Linked DNA regions of Mus musculus: region 2 is linked to region 1. A link is a contact called in public Hi-C data. All regions are on one chromosome and are shown on one strand. The core of a region is the stretch at or near the end of the contact, and the rest is flanking DNA. Distances in the headings are between cores, read along the strand shown.

Region 1 (5,905 bases), core at 2,417-4,916:
ATTAAAGGTGTGCACCACCACGCCCGGCCCTACTTTTACTCTTACTATGCTACTTGTACTCTTACAAGCATGGGCACCACACGCAGTTCACGTGATATTGGGGATTAAACCCAGCACCCAGCCCTGTTTTTTTTTTTTTTTTAAGATTTATTTATTTGTTTAATGTAGATACAGTGTACTTACATAGTATGTAATGACTTACATTGTATGTAAGTACACTGTCATTGTCTTAAGACTCACCAGAAGAGGATGTTGGATTCCATTATTGATGGTTGTGAGCCACCATGTGGGAATTGAACTCAGGACCTCTGGAAGAACAACCAGTGCTCTTAACCTCTGAGCCATCTCTCTAGCCCCCAGTCTTATTTGGTTTTTTTTTTTTAGGACAGTGTCTCATGCTATAGTCAAAGTTGGCCTGTAACTCACTATGTAACCTAGATCTTAGTAACTTTTCTATTGCCGTGAATAGATACCATGACAAAGGCAACTTATAAAAGAAAGCATTTCATTTGGGGGTTCACAGTTCCAGAGGGCTAGAGTTCATGACGGGGAGCATGGTAGTGATGGAGTAGCTGAGAGTTTATATCTGGTGTGTGTGTGTTTGTGTGTATGTGAGAGAGAGAGAGAGAGAGAATAGAGCACACTAGCTGCTGACTGGCAAAGGAAATGGTACAGGCTTTTGAAACCTCAAAGCCCAATGACACAACTCCTCCAGCAAGGTCATACCTTATCTTCTCAAACAGTTCCAGCAAACTATGGAAGGAGCTCAGATATCCAACTGTATGTGCATGTGGAGGCCATCCTCATTCAAATCACCACACTTGATTAGCCACACAATCATGGCAATCCTCCTGCCTCAGCTCCCTAATTTCTAAAGTTCTTAAGGCCAAAGATGTCAGGTCTTCTTGCTGCAGTTAGCTGGATGGCTCCACCCTCTCTCTACCTCTTGGCTTCCAGTGGCCTTCTCTACAGGATCTCTGTGTCTCGAATCTCTTTCCACCTTTTGCATTTTAAGACGGACTTTCTTGCAGCCAGGATGCTCTCAACCCAGGTGTGTACCACCATGCCTGGGTCCTCTTCTCCACTCACAAGGACATCCACTAATGGTCCTAATTCCAGGGCGATCATATCTTGGAACTCCTGACTTACTGACATCTGGAAAGTCTTTAATTCCAAATAAGGCCAAACCCACCGTAAGGGCACTGGACTGAGTAGGGGGCAGTTTAGCTTTCATATGCCACACTAACCACGAGGAGCCAAGGGGCGGGAGCGCGAGCTGTTCTGTACCAGGGTTGTTTCTGAAAGGACCTCAGACCACGTCCCCAGGGCTCTGACTGGTTTTAGGGTTCCTCCGTTTAGCTCTGGCTGTTCTGGAACTTGCTCTGCTGTAGACCAGGCTGGCCTCGAACAAACTCAGAGATCCACCTGCCTCTGTCTCCCAAATGAGTGCTGGGATTAAGGTGTGAGCCATCACAGTCTGACTACTATTTGCATATCATATCCATTGCCTCCTCTCAGCCCATCCTCCAGGGAAGACTTGCAGGGTGATCACCCTTATGATTAGCACACACCCCTTACACACACACACACACACACACACACACACACACACACCAGGCCTGGTAGCTCATACTTTTTTTGGGGGGGGGTAATGATTTATTTATTCATTTTATGTATTTGAGTACTCCATTTCTTTCTTCAGACACACCAGAAGAGGGCATCAGACCCCACTGCAGATGGTTGTGAGCCACCATGTGGTTGCTGGGAATTGAACTCAGGACCTCTTGGAAGAGCAGCCAGTGCTCTTAACCTCTTGAGTCATCTCTCCAGCCCAGCTCATGCCTTTTAGCCCAGCGGAGACAGGCCAATTTACCTAGTGAGTTGGGGTTGGTCAGGGCTAAGTAGAGAAAGGCCTTGTCTCAAAAACAAAACAACAAAACAAAACAATCCAAACCTCTGAAGTGGCCTAGGACTCCTCCCCTCCTCCACCTCCCAGCCTACTGCCCACTGCACCCTTTCTTCTCTGAATGCTTGTTTTTGCTTGAGTCTTGGTCAGGCCCCTCTTCTGGACAAAGCCCCCCCCCCCCCCATCATCACCAGATTTTTCTCCTAACATACTCTCTGCCACCTTTCCTTGCCCTCATCCCTCCATCCAACCCGTATTCTGTCCAGTGTTGTTTCTGCCCCATAGCCTGAGTGTCCCTCCAGCCCCCCAAGCCCCCACCCATGGCAGTGACCTCCAGGACGTGGCTCTGCAGTGTGCCCTTGAGCTTTCCGCACCTTGGTTGCCCCCTCTGCCTTCTCTAGCAGACCCATGGGACTCTCAAATAATCCCAAGGTGACAGACCAAGGACCTAATCAATACCTAAGGATAGGGTCAAGAGATGCAAGAGCCTCTTCCCCAGGGACCCTTGATCTCCAGCCCTAGACAGCCATTCTGCCTACAGTCCCGGGTACAGGGTGATCCCAGGCTACTCTTACTCCAGCCCCACCCAGCTCCAAGGCCATTCCCAGCGCGGATCTATCTCTCCAGCTGCTGTCTTTTCAGATCTGGAGTTCAAAAGAACAACAGATCTAGGCATAACAGCCGCAGGAAACAAAGCTGGCAGGCTGGATCCTGTCGGCTCAGCCACAGGCCTGCAGCGCCAAGCTTACCTCTCCCCGCTGGGTCCCGGGGAGGAGATGTCTCTAGTTCTAGTTCCTAGGGCCTAAAAAGCCCACATGTCCTGGTAACAGTGGCTCCTGGAGAGGCCAGGCCACTTCAGGACCCAGGAGGGGGAAGGAAATAGCCTGGTTTAATTAGAGCTTTAAAAATGCTCCTAAGAAAGCCGATTCTGAGGTCCTCAGCCCTTCAGGGCAGGGTTGGCCTAATAATAATAAAACAACATTTGCATGGATATTTCATTTACAAAGCATTTTCTCCGGGTAAGGGAGGCTCTGGGGTGGCCCAGTGGATTCCTCGCTGGGAGGTCACCCCCAGCCTTGGGTCGGTTCCACCTCCTTCGGAGCTTACCATTGTGATTGCCTGCGGGGTAAACAAAGGGCCCTTCATGGAACTGTTTCCGATGCTTCTGGCCTGCATTCCTTTTGTCCCCCCCCACCCCCCTTCCAGGAAGAGCACGCTTGGGGTTTGTCATTCCGTCTAGAAAAGAGGCTCAGAGGGCCTGGTGGGAGGGAGAGTGGCTGGGACCTAGTGGAGGAACCTTTCCTCTGTCCCACACACCCTCTGACTACCCCCATCCCACTCCACCCAACACCTGGGCATCGCTGTATGCAGTAGGTTCGCATCAATGGGTAGTTATATCCCCACACATACAATGGGACACTGGTTTGGCAACGGCTCTGTTCTGTGATCGGCAGAGATAAGCAGGTGTGAGTCTTTGCCAATCCCTTCCCCAGCTGAGGATGGGGGTTGTGTGAACAGTGTGGGGGTGTGGGGCCCTGGAAGGCCTGCACCTGCATGGGTGGGTGGGAGGGCTGAGGCAGCCGAGGAGCCTCTGGGGGTACACTCAGCCAGAAAGTCACGTGCAGTCACCTGGCCCCTTGAAGGAAGAGGTGACCTGAGAGGGTGAGAAAGAGGGGCCAGCATCAGATAGGGCCTGGCCCCGTTAATTAGGATTAGGTGCGGATGGGCTATATAGGAGCCACCTGCGGGGGTTCTGGCATCTTGGCTCTTTCTGCTTTTCCGGCGGGAGACGGAAGATGGAGGAGGTCATTGCCGGGCTGCAAGGGTTCACGTTCGCCTTTGAGCTGGATGTGGAATCGCAGAAGGGCACTGGGCTACTGCCTTTCCAGGGCATGGACAGTGAGTGGCGATGCCTGTGTCCCCTGCTCAGGTCCTGGAGGTGCTGTGCGTCTCTCCCACACAGCTTCTGGGTATTCACTGCCCGGGATAGAAAGGCAGACTTCCGAGCTGCCAGAGCTCCCTGGGTGCCCCCGAAACCTTCCACCTCCTGCCTCAGAGGTGGGCTGAGTTTAAGTGGAATTTAGAGACTGGTTCTGGGCGGTGGGGGAAGGGTTTCGGAAGAGGGTACCCCGTTGACTCAGCCTCCACAGACGGAGACAAATGAGAACTGGTTTTGATGGTGGACTGGGGCCGCCAAGGGGCTGAGAGGCAGGCGGGAGGATTGTGGCGGTTCTGTCCAACCTGAACTACAGGGCGAGACAGTTGCATAAACAGACGGGCAAAGGAACAGGTAAACAACAAAACTCCAAAGCCCAGCCAGAGAGAGTAGTCGGGGCCCACGCAGCTCCAAGCCCGGAGGCTTAGGTGGGACTTGCCGCAAGGCTCCAGCTCTGGGAACGCCACCTTCTCCTCCGGTTTCTTTCTCCTCCAGAGTCCAGTTCAGCTGTGTGCAACTTCTTCGCTAAAGGGCTCTGTGTGAAAGGTGAGTGAGTCAGGCCTGGGCTGGGCCGGGACAGGAACGGCTGTGGGGACCATGCTGGGTTCAGCTGGGGACTAGGACGTAGTGTGAGCTTGGCTCCTGGACTAGATAGGATCCAGCCTCTGTCATGAGCAAGAAGGTAGCCAGCCATGTGTAGTTGGTACCACAGAAGTTGTGTTTTATTATGCTGAGGGTCACCACACAAGGCTCACACTCTCAATTCCTAACTACGGTCATATTATTATCTGCTCAAGGCTGCTCACCTGTGCGACGACATACCTTAGCTAGTTTATGACAGAAGTCTCTGATTTGAACCCCACCCTGGCTACTGGTCTTCTTTTCTGGATTGGAGGTCACTTTGAGGTTCCTCCAATAGCAACATACAGTGGTCTACATACCTAACCCCTAACAGTAGTGTTTCTAATTCACCCTGAAGCCCGGCTATGGACTCAGGTGAAGAGAGTCTTAAGGGGCCTGCCGTGGAGAGCCTTAATATTCGGTTCCTATAAGTCAGGAGGCTGGGGGTGGGGCAGAGAGGACCTGGAGCCCTTTCGGGATGATTGCATGAGAAGAAGAGGAGCTCACTGGCCATCCAGGCCCCGGGAAACCAGAACCTTCGAGGTCCATTACAGAGTGAGTGAGCCACAGCTCAAAGAGAAAGCTGCTACTGAGGAAAGCCAGAGCCCAAGGAATGGCCAGCCAGGAGTGTGTGTGTGTGTGTGTGTGTGTGTGTGAGACAGAGAGACAGACAGACAGACAGAGTCATGCAGGCAGGCCAGGGGGCATTCAAAGAGGATGTCCTTGTCACGCATGGAAACAAGCCTTGCTTAGACATAGCCCTCCCTTCCAGTGGCAGTGTCTGCTGAATAAAGATACCGAGGTGGTCAAATGTAATGTTTCTAGTGTGTGGCCACTGTTAGAGTCACCCATGTCATGCCTGTGTTGTCCTTAATATTTGAAGTCGTGAACTCACGCCAAGGAGGCCTGCAGTGCGTGGGTAGATCACTTGCCTAGCCTGCAGCAAGCTCATGATCTCCGGCTGGCGATGCAGGCCCGTAGTCTCCGCACTTCGAAGTTGGAGGCAGAAAGGTCAGAATTCCAAGCTCATTCTTGGAAACATAGTGAATTTGAGACCAGCCTGGGCTACTCGAGACCCTGTTTCAAAGACTGAGAGAGACGACTCAGCAGTTACAGGCATCTGCTTCTCTTGCAGAGGACCCTGGTTCAGTTCCCAGCACCCACCTGGCAGCTCACAACTGTCTGCAGTTATAGATCTGATGGCACTTCTGACCTCTGAGGGCTTCGGCACGCAAGCACGTACATACATACATACATACACACACACACACACAAACACACAAACACATAAGAATTTTTTTTTTTTTTTTTTTTTTTTTTTTTTTGGTTTTTTGAGACAGGGTTTCTCTGTGTAACCCTGGCTGTCCTGGAACTCACTCTGTAGACCAGGCTGGCCTCGAACTCAGAAATCCACCTGCCTCTGCCTCCCGAGTGCTGGGACT
Region 2 (6,375 bases), core at 2,346-4,845, 88 kb before region 1:
ACATACACTGCTGCCTCAGCCCCTGGTACTATGAGCCCATAGGAAGCATCTACTGTGGGCTAGGCTCTAGGGATGGTTAGCATCATGTCTACTGGGAGACATGCCTGGTGGGGACCACACGCGGCAGGAGTCTCCAGGAAGGGTCAAGGCTTGTGCTGGTACACTCCCAGTGAAGCGATGCAGCATAGACGGATACCGGCCCAGTGCTCTGTCCACACAGGCTGCCTCCAGGCTGCTAGTCCACCCTCCCTCTCTAATATCTCAGTCTGCAAGACACACCTTCTGCCAGGTTCTCCTCCTGAGGCTTCCTAGGGCCCCAGCCTGCTCTCTCCACACCTAGCCTAACAGCACATGCACGTAGGGGTAGCAGATTTCAAGTAAGAGACTGGACGGGCATTATCCCATGTCAGGTAAGGAGATGTTAAAGGGACCTTCACCCCCTCAGACAGGCCTCCATCCCTGGGCACACTCCACCATCAGTCTGTTCACCTCTGCTGCCCACTATGACATCTCCTTTCAGGATTATCCTTCCACAGGACCCTTGCAGATGGGCAAACTGAGGCACCCCTGAGGGGTTCCATGAGTGGATCACGTGATACGTTCTGCCTGGTCTTACATGCCTTCGTCCTCTGTCTCTGCTCTGGAATTCTTCCCAGGAGCATCGCCTACCCTGTCCCGTGCCTTGTCCTGGGATTCAGGAGGTGTGGGAATAACAGGAAGAGAGACTGGCCACATCCTGGCAGGCCCGGCCCAAGATATGCTCTTCGGACCTAGTATTTGCAGGACGTCCCAGAGGCTCTATGTCTAGAGTTGACCTGGTTGCCCAGCCCCCTCCCACCAGCACAGGTTTTTTGTAAAGAGAGGCCACTCTTGGTTCCATGGGTGCCCTCATGCACTATGGGATGTTTGCAGGTGCCCCAGGACCACCGGGAGTACCGATCATCGTTCGCTACAGCTCAGCCATTGCCATCCACTGGTCCAGCGGAGATCCTGGCAAAGGGCCCATCACGCGCTACGTAATAGAGGCCAGGCCTTCAGGTACGCCCTGCTCAGGCTGGGCTATCTTCCCTCTGTGGCCCACGCCCTACCCTTCTCCCATCTTTACCCTTGGGCTTGTTCCCATCCTCCATCCATGAAGGTATGTATGTGTGCAATTACTGTAAGTGAAGCTGGAGTTGGGGACAGAGGACAGGGCTTTTTCCTTAGAGCCAGACTCTTGCTTAAGAATCCCCGGGGCCGGGCGTGGTGGCGCACGCCTTTAATCCCAGCACTTGGTTGGCAGAGGCAGGTGGATTTCTGAGTTCGAGGCCAGCCTGGTCTACAAAGTGAGTTCCAGGACAGCCAGGGCTATACAGAGAAACCCTGCCTTGAAAAAAAAAAAAAAAAAAGAATCCCCGGAAACAGTTGTTAGCACCTTGTAGGAACCAACTAAGGCTAAAGATTGTTCAAGGGGCCAGAGGAAGGGCTGGACAGTCAAATGTTCAGGCATGAGGACCCAATTTCAGGTCCCCAACAACCCCATAGAAAAGTCATACATGGTAGTGCACACCTGTAACACCAGCACGGGGGCAGAGCCCTAGAGTTTGCTGGCTAGAATTGGCAAGCTCTAGTTTCAAAGAGACATTGTCTCAAGAAATAGAGTAGAGAGCAATTAACAGACATTCAACATCCCCCTCTGACCTCCATACACAAGTGCACGCACCCTCGAGCATGCACACATGCACTCGCACGCTCATTCATGCATGCACACCCATGAAGACCACGAAGCCAGAAAAGCAAGGCTTGGCTCACGTTAGCTAAATGCCCATGTCCTGCTTGTGACTCACTTTGTCATCCTACCGACCTCTCCTGTCAAGCCTGAAATCGAATCACAAGAACTTCCAAAGCCATCAGGCGCTGAGCGGCTGATAAGTCACTCCTGAGGGGGCTTGCTCTCCGCTCCTGTTTCACTATCGGCCCTGCACCTGCTTCCCCGGGCACCAGTTCCATTACTCCGCAAACTCCAGCTCCCTCTGTTGCTAGGTTTCCAAGCTAATCAGAGGAGCCCAAGTCAGCCGAGAGCTGCCGGCTTGATCTTTGTATTCTGAGGCTCTGCGCCTAGGCGATAGAAGTTGAGAAAGATAAGATAAGTCTTTGCTGCCAAATGAGAATTAATAGTCAGAGGTAGGAGAGCCTAGTAGTAGTTGACATGTGCATGCAGGTAGATGCCTAAAGTCAGCCTCTGGTGTAATTCCTCAGGTGCCGTTCACCTTGTTTTATGAGACGGGGTCTCTCACTAGCCTGGAACTCACCAAATTAACCTCGGCTAGCTGGCCAGAGAGCCCCAGAGATCATCCTGTCTCTCCAGCACTGAGCTCCCAATCGCTTGCCACTGTGCCCGTGTCTGGCTTTTGAAAACAAAGATTAAAAACCTGGGATCTGGCCAGGCAGTGGTGGCTCACGCCTTTAATCCCATCACTTGGGAGGCAGAGGCAGGCGGACTTCTGAGTTCGAGGCCAGCCTGGTCTACAGAGTGAGTTCCAGGACAGCCAAGGCTAGTACAGAGAAACCCTGTCTCAAAAAAATCCAGAAAAACAAAAACAACAAAAACAAACAAACAAACAAACAAACAACAACAACAAAAACCTGGGTTCTAGGGAATCAAACTCCGATCTCAATGCTTGCAAAAGAAGCAGTTTGCTGGCCAAGCCATTTCCACAGAATACTTCTTATGGAGACTTGAACCAGCTCCCACCACCACCACCACAGGTTGTACATTCCTCAGGGTGGCTGGGTCACCCCAATAACAAAGAATTAATTATTCTGGGAGCTCCTGGAAGCCACCACCACCCACCACTGCCCTAATCTCACACTAACCATCACAGCCACCATAGCTCAGTGTCTAGCAAACTCAGATGCACCAGGTCGCCTACACTGCAGGTGGTGCCGGCTCTCCAGATGGTCCCTCCCTGGTGCCGGCTGTTGAGTTGGCCCAGAGGCCTTTGCATGCATCTCCTCACCAAGGCCTGTGCCTGCTTATTCCACCAAAGTCAGCCGACCCGGTGCCAGGCTGTGGAATGTTGGCCCCGGACCTCAGCCTGTTGCTTTTCCAGTGTTTCCTGGGAGGCCCAGCATGGGCCACTGTCCTTCCAAGTTTGGGGGTTGTGACTTGGTGCACACAGGTGGAACAGAGGAAGGACTGAGCCAGCATTCCGTGACAGATACAGAAGGGTCAACACCAGCAGTTCTAAGGAAGAACAGACAGTGGGAAAGCAGGGGAAGGGAGCCCTGAGGATGCGTGGACAACCCTTAATTAAACCTGTTGGAAAGTGAGCTGCTTTTCAGAGATGGCTGTCTCCCCTCCTCTGGGCTGCCTTCCCCCTCTTTTATCCTCCCTCCATGCTAATGTGCTCCTCATGACAAAACAGCCCTGGTGACACAAAATATCCCTGCATTGCTGTGCTTTGTGCTACACAGACTAAGCTAGACATACCGACTTTGAGCCATTTAGCTCTCGGGCAGAGCAGAGCGAGGGAGGGGTTCGCTCTGGGACTGACCGGGCCTGTGAACTGGCTCCCACATCTGCTGACTCTGAGGACTGAGGCCATTGAGGGACATTCTAGCAGCTTCTGGCTTGGTCTCACTGCCCAGCCCCCATCCTTTGTTTGTGTGGGGTACAGAGAAGGGGGAGTGGGTATAAAGAGCAGGCAGGAGACCTCAGCCTCTAGAAGGCAACAGCAGGATTCTCCATGAGCTATTAGCAGACGTTGGTTGCACCCACCGCTTTTCCCGGGTACCATGAGGAAACTCAATGCCAAGAGTCGGGTAGCTCAGCAGAAAATGCCAGCACTGTTAGCCATGTCGCTGTGACCTTGGCAAGACAAGTTAAGTTCTCTGAGCCTTGTCTTATCTGTCAGACAGGAGAAGTTCTTACCCCCTGTCATTGTTACAGCTACTCCCCCACCCCACCCCCAGCCCGCGCATCAGGTTGTATGACACAGGACTGTCAGCTGCTATGGGAGAGGCCACATTGTTACAGTAATCGCATGAGGGATCTGAGCCCCACTACATCCCAAGGAATGAAGTGCTGAGCTACGCATTGACCTGCGAGATAATACTATGAGAAACGCAGGGGAAAGTCAGAGCTCCTAGATTTAGCACACGCCACGAAGGGTGTCTGAGCTAAGTGCTGGTGTATAAGGATATAAAGACAAGCCACACATGATCCTTAAGGATTGCACAGCCTCGAAGTAGGGAGAGCGCCAGGAGATTAAACAGAAAGATAATTGGGTAACTGGATATGCTGGCACAAGGAAAGAGGAGGAGGCAGGGAGTTGTGGATGCCAGATCAGCTTGGGCCACAAAGTGAGACCCTGTCTCAAAAGATTTTTAAGTTAGCGGGCTGGAGAGATGGCTCAGTGGTTAAGGACACTCACTGACTGCTTTTCTAGAGGACTAGGGTTCAAATCCCAGCACCCACCGTGGCAACTCACAACTGTCTGTAACTCCAGATCTAACTCTGATATACATGTGGGTGGCAGCTCACAACTATCTGTAACTTCAAGATCTGACATCGTCTCACATAGACATACATGCAGGCATAACACCAATTCACATAAAATAAAGGTAATTTTTAAAAAATTAAAATAACGTAGGTAATAATCAAGTAGATATTCAAAAATACTGACAATGAGGCAGGAAAGACGACTCTCTGGGTAAATTGCTTGCTACCCAAGCATGAGGTCCCGAGTTTGCATGACCAGCATCCATATAAGAGCTGAGGGAAAATTCTGTGACCCCAGTACCGGGAGGTAGAGGCAAGCAGGGATCCCCATGGTCTATGCCCAGCCAGCCTAGCTGATTGCTGAGCTCAAGATTCGATGACAGACCCTCACTGTCTCAAAAGAATGAGGTGAAGAGCAATGAAGGAGGAGCAAAGGAGACCCAGACATGGCCGTGCACGCACGTGTGCACGCGCACAAACACACACACACACACACACACACATACACACGCACACACATGCATAATGCATACTACCAGCCATGGCTCAGGACCCAGGGCCTTCTGGGAGAATCTCTGAACAGACAGACCTCATGCAGGCTTCGGTAAACTTGCAGGGTCTATGATGCAGAGAGGCAGGCTGCCCTCGACCCGGCTTGCAGCACACTTGGACTTGGTCCAAAATGTTTTTTCAAATGATGCTAGGGCAGTGGTGGCTACTTATGTCCCAGATTCCCCTGCTGGATCCGAGGGAAAGTGTGGTAAGAGCAACAGATTCCTTCAATCCGGGAGAGAATGTTCTGGAACTGGGAAGCCAGCCCTGGTACAGGAGATCGGCTCAGAAGTTCACGGAAGAATGAGGTCCCTGAGAGTGAGGCTGGGGCCGCTGCGGCAGGGAGAGCTGGGAGATCAAGATAATTCTATAATACATATCCTGTTATATATGTATATTATATATACATAATATAACATAGAATAAGAATATAATTGCCTATATAATATCTATGCAAATATACTAAATATATTTTGGATAGACAAATATAAATTTTCTTATGTGATATACCATATACACATAGCCTAAAAATTAATTTTATACACTATTTTAGTATTTTGTACATGAAGTAAAGTTTAAGCGTGTGTAGTCTTTCTGCTTGAGATGTTATAGGTCTCAAAATGTTTCTTTTTGGGAGCATTTTAGATTTTACTTTTTTATTCATTTAAGTCTCACTGTATATCCCAGGCTAGCCTCAAGGTTGATATCCTCTTTCCTTGACCTCTGGAGTGCTAAGATCACAGGCGTGTCGATATTAGAGTTTAGTTTCTCTGATTAGGATGTTCAGCCTGTACTGGTTTGGTTGTTAAAGAATTTATTGCATGGTACATTTTTTAAATGTTTTACAGATGTTTTAATTTTAAAGAAAAGATTTTAGAGGCACACTCTCTCAGAAAGTATCTGTCTCTAAGACAAGGCCGTCCTAAGAGCCAGGCTCAGGCATGCGTTGGGCCACTGATTAGATGGGACCCGTTATTCAGGGGGTTACAGCTAGAACCAGATCAGCTGGGATCTGAGGCTCTTCCACCTCACAGTGCCTCCTCTCTCTGCTCCTGCAGATGAGGGGCTCTGGGACATTCTCATCAAGGATATCCCCAAGGAGGTGACTTCCTACACCTTCAGCATGGACATCCTGAAGCCAGGCGTAAGCTATGACTTCCGGGTCATCGCAGTCAACGACTACGGCTTTGGCACTCCCAGCAGCCCCTCCCAGTCTGTGCCAGGTACCAGCCTATAGGGTGGCAGGTCAGAGAGTCCATGGAAGAGTTGATGTCATGCTGGGGGAAGGGGACAGGAAGAAGGCGGACACTGGGCAGCAGAAGAGTCAAGGTGGTCATAGA

Evidence for each region. A called contact is a pair of places that touch in the nucleus more often than the background predicts.
Region 2: a Hi-C map of 8-cell embryo shows a contact between it and region 1, with 4 times the contacts expected there. The contact joins the enhancer-like site here to the promoter of Cpsf4l in region 1. A contact is called at or near these places in 19 of 39 promoter capture datasets (the 3T3-L1 cell line, 3T3-L1-derived adipocytes, the HPC-7 cell line and 13 more), 4 of 15 datasets of contacts at CTCF or cohesin (the NIH/3T3 cell line, embryonic stem cells and large pre-B cells), 93 of 484 Hi-C or Micro-C datasets (the 3T3-L1 cell line, 3T3-L1-derived adipocytes, 8-cell embryo and 58 more), 32 of 115 datasets of contacts at active chromatin or transcription factors (CD4 single positive thymocytes, the SCID.adh cell line, T-cell acute lymphoblastic leukemia and 20 more) and 5 of 9 other capture datasets (adipose tissue, embryonic trunk, liver and 2 more).

The regions. Positions count from the first base shown.
Region 1 is chr11:113,707,287-113,713,191 of GRCm38.p6, reverse strand. Cpsf4l (cleavage and polyadenylation specific factor 4-like) reads left to right here and starts at 3,666. Exons shown (of 8, transcript NM_026682.2): 1 at 3,666-3,805; 2 at 4,338-4,388. The coding sequence starts at 3,703.
Region 2 is chr11:113,794,806-113,801,180 of GRCm38.p6, reverse strand. Sdk2 (sidekick cell adhesion molecule 2) reads left to right here. Exons shown (of 45, transcript NM_172800.3): 40 at 913-1,038; 41 at 6,094-6,258. Among named protein-coding and RNA genes, the nearest start is that of Gm51930, 6.1 kb to the left of the region's middle. Within about 2 kb of position 3,595, at least 34 of the 459 cell types and tissues checked have an H3K27ac peak or open chromatin away from gene starts, as enhancers often do. A contact at or near this core is called in 8-cell embryo, the G1E-ER4 cell line, astrocytes and 9 more, where this site is marked.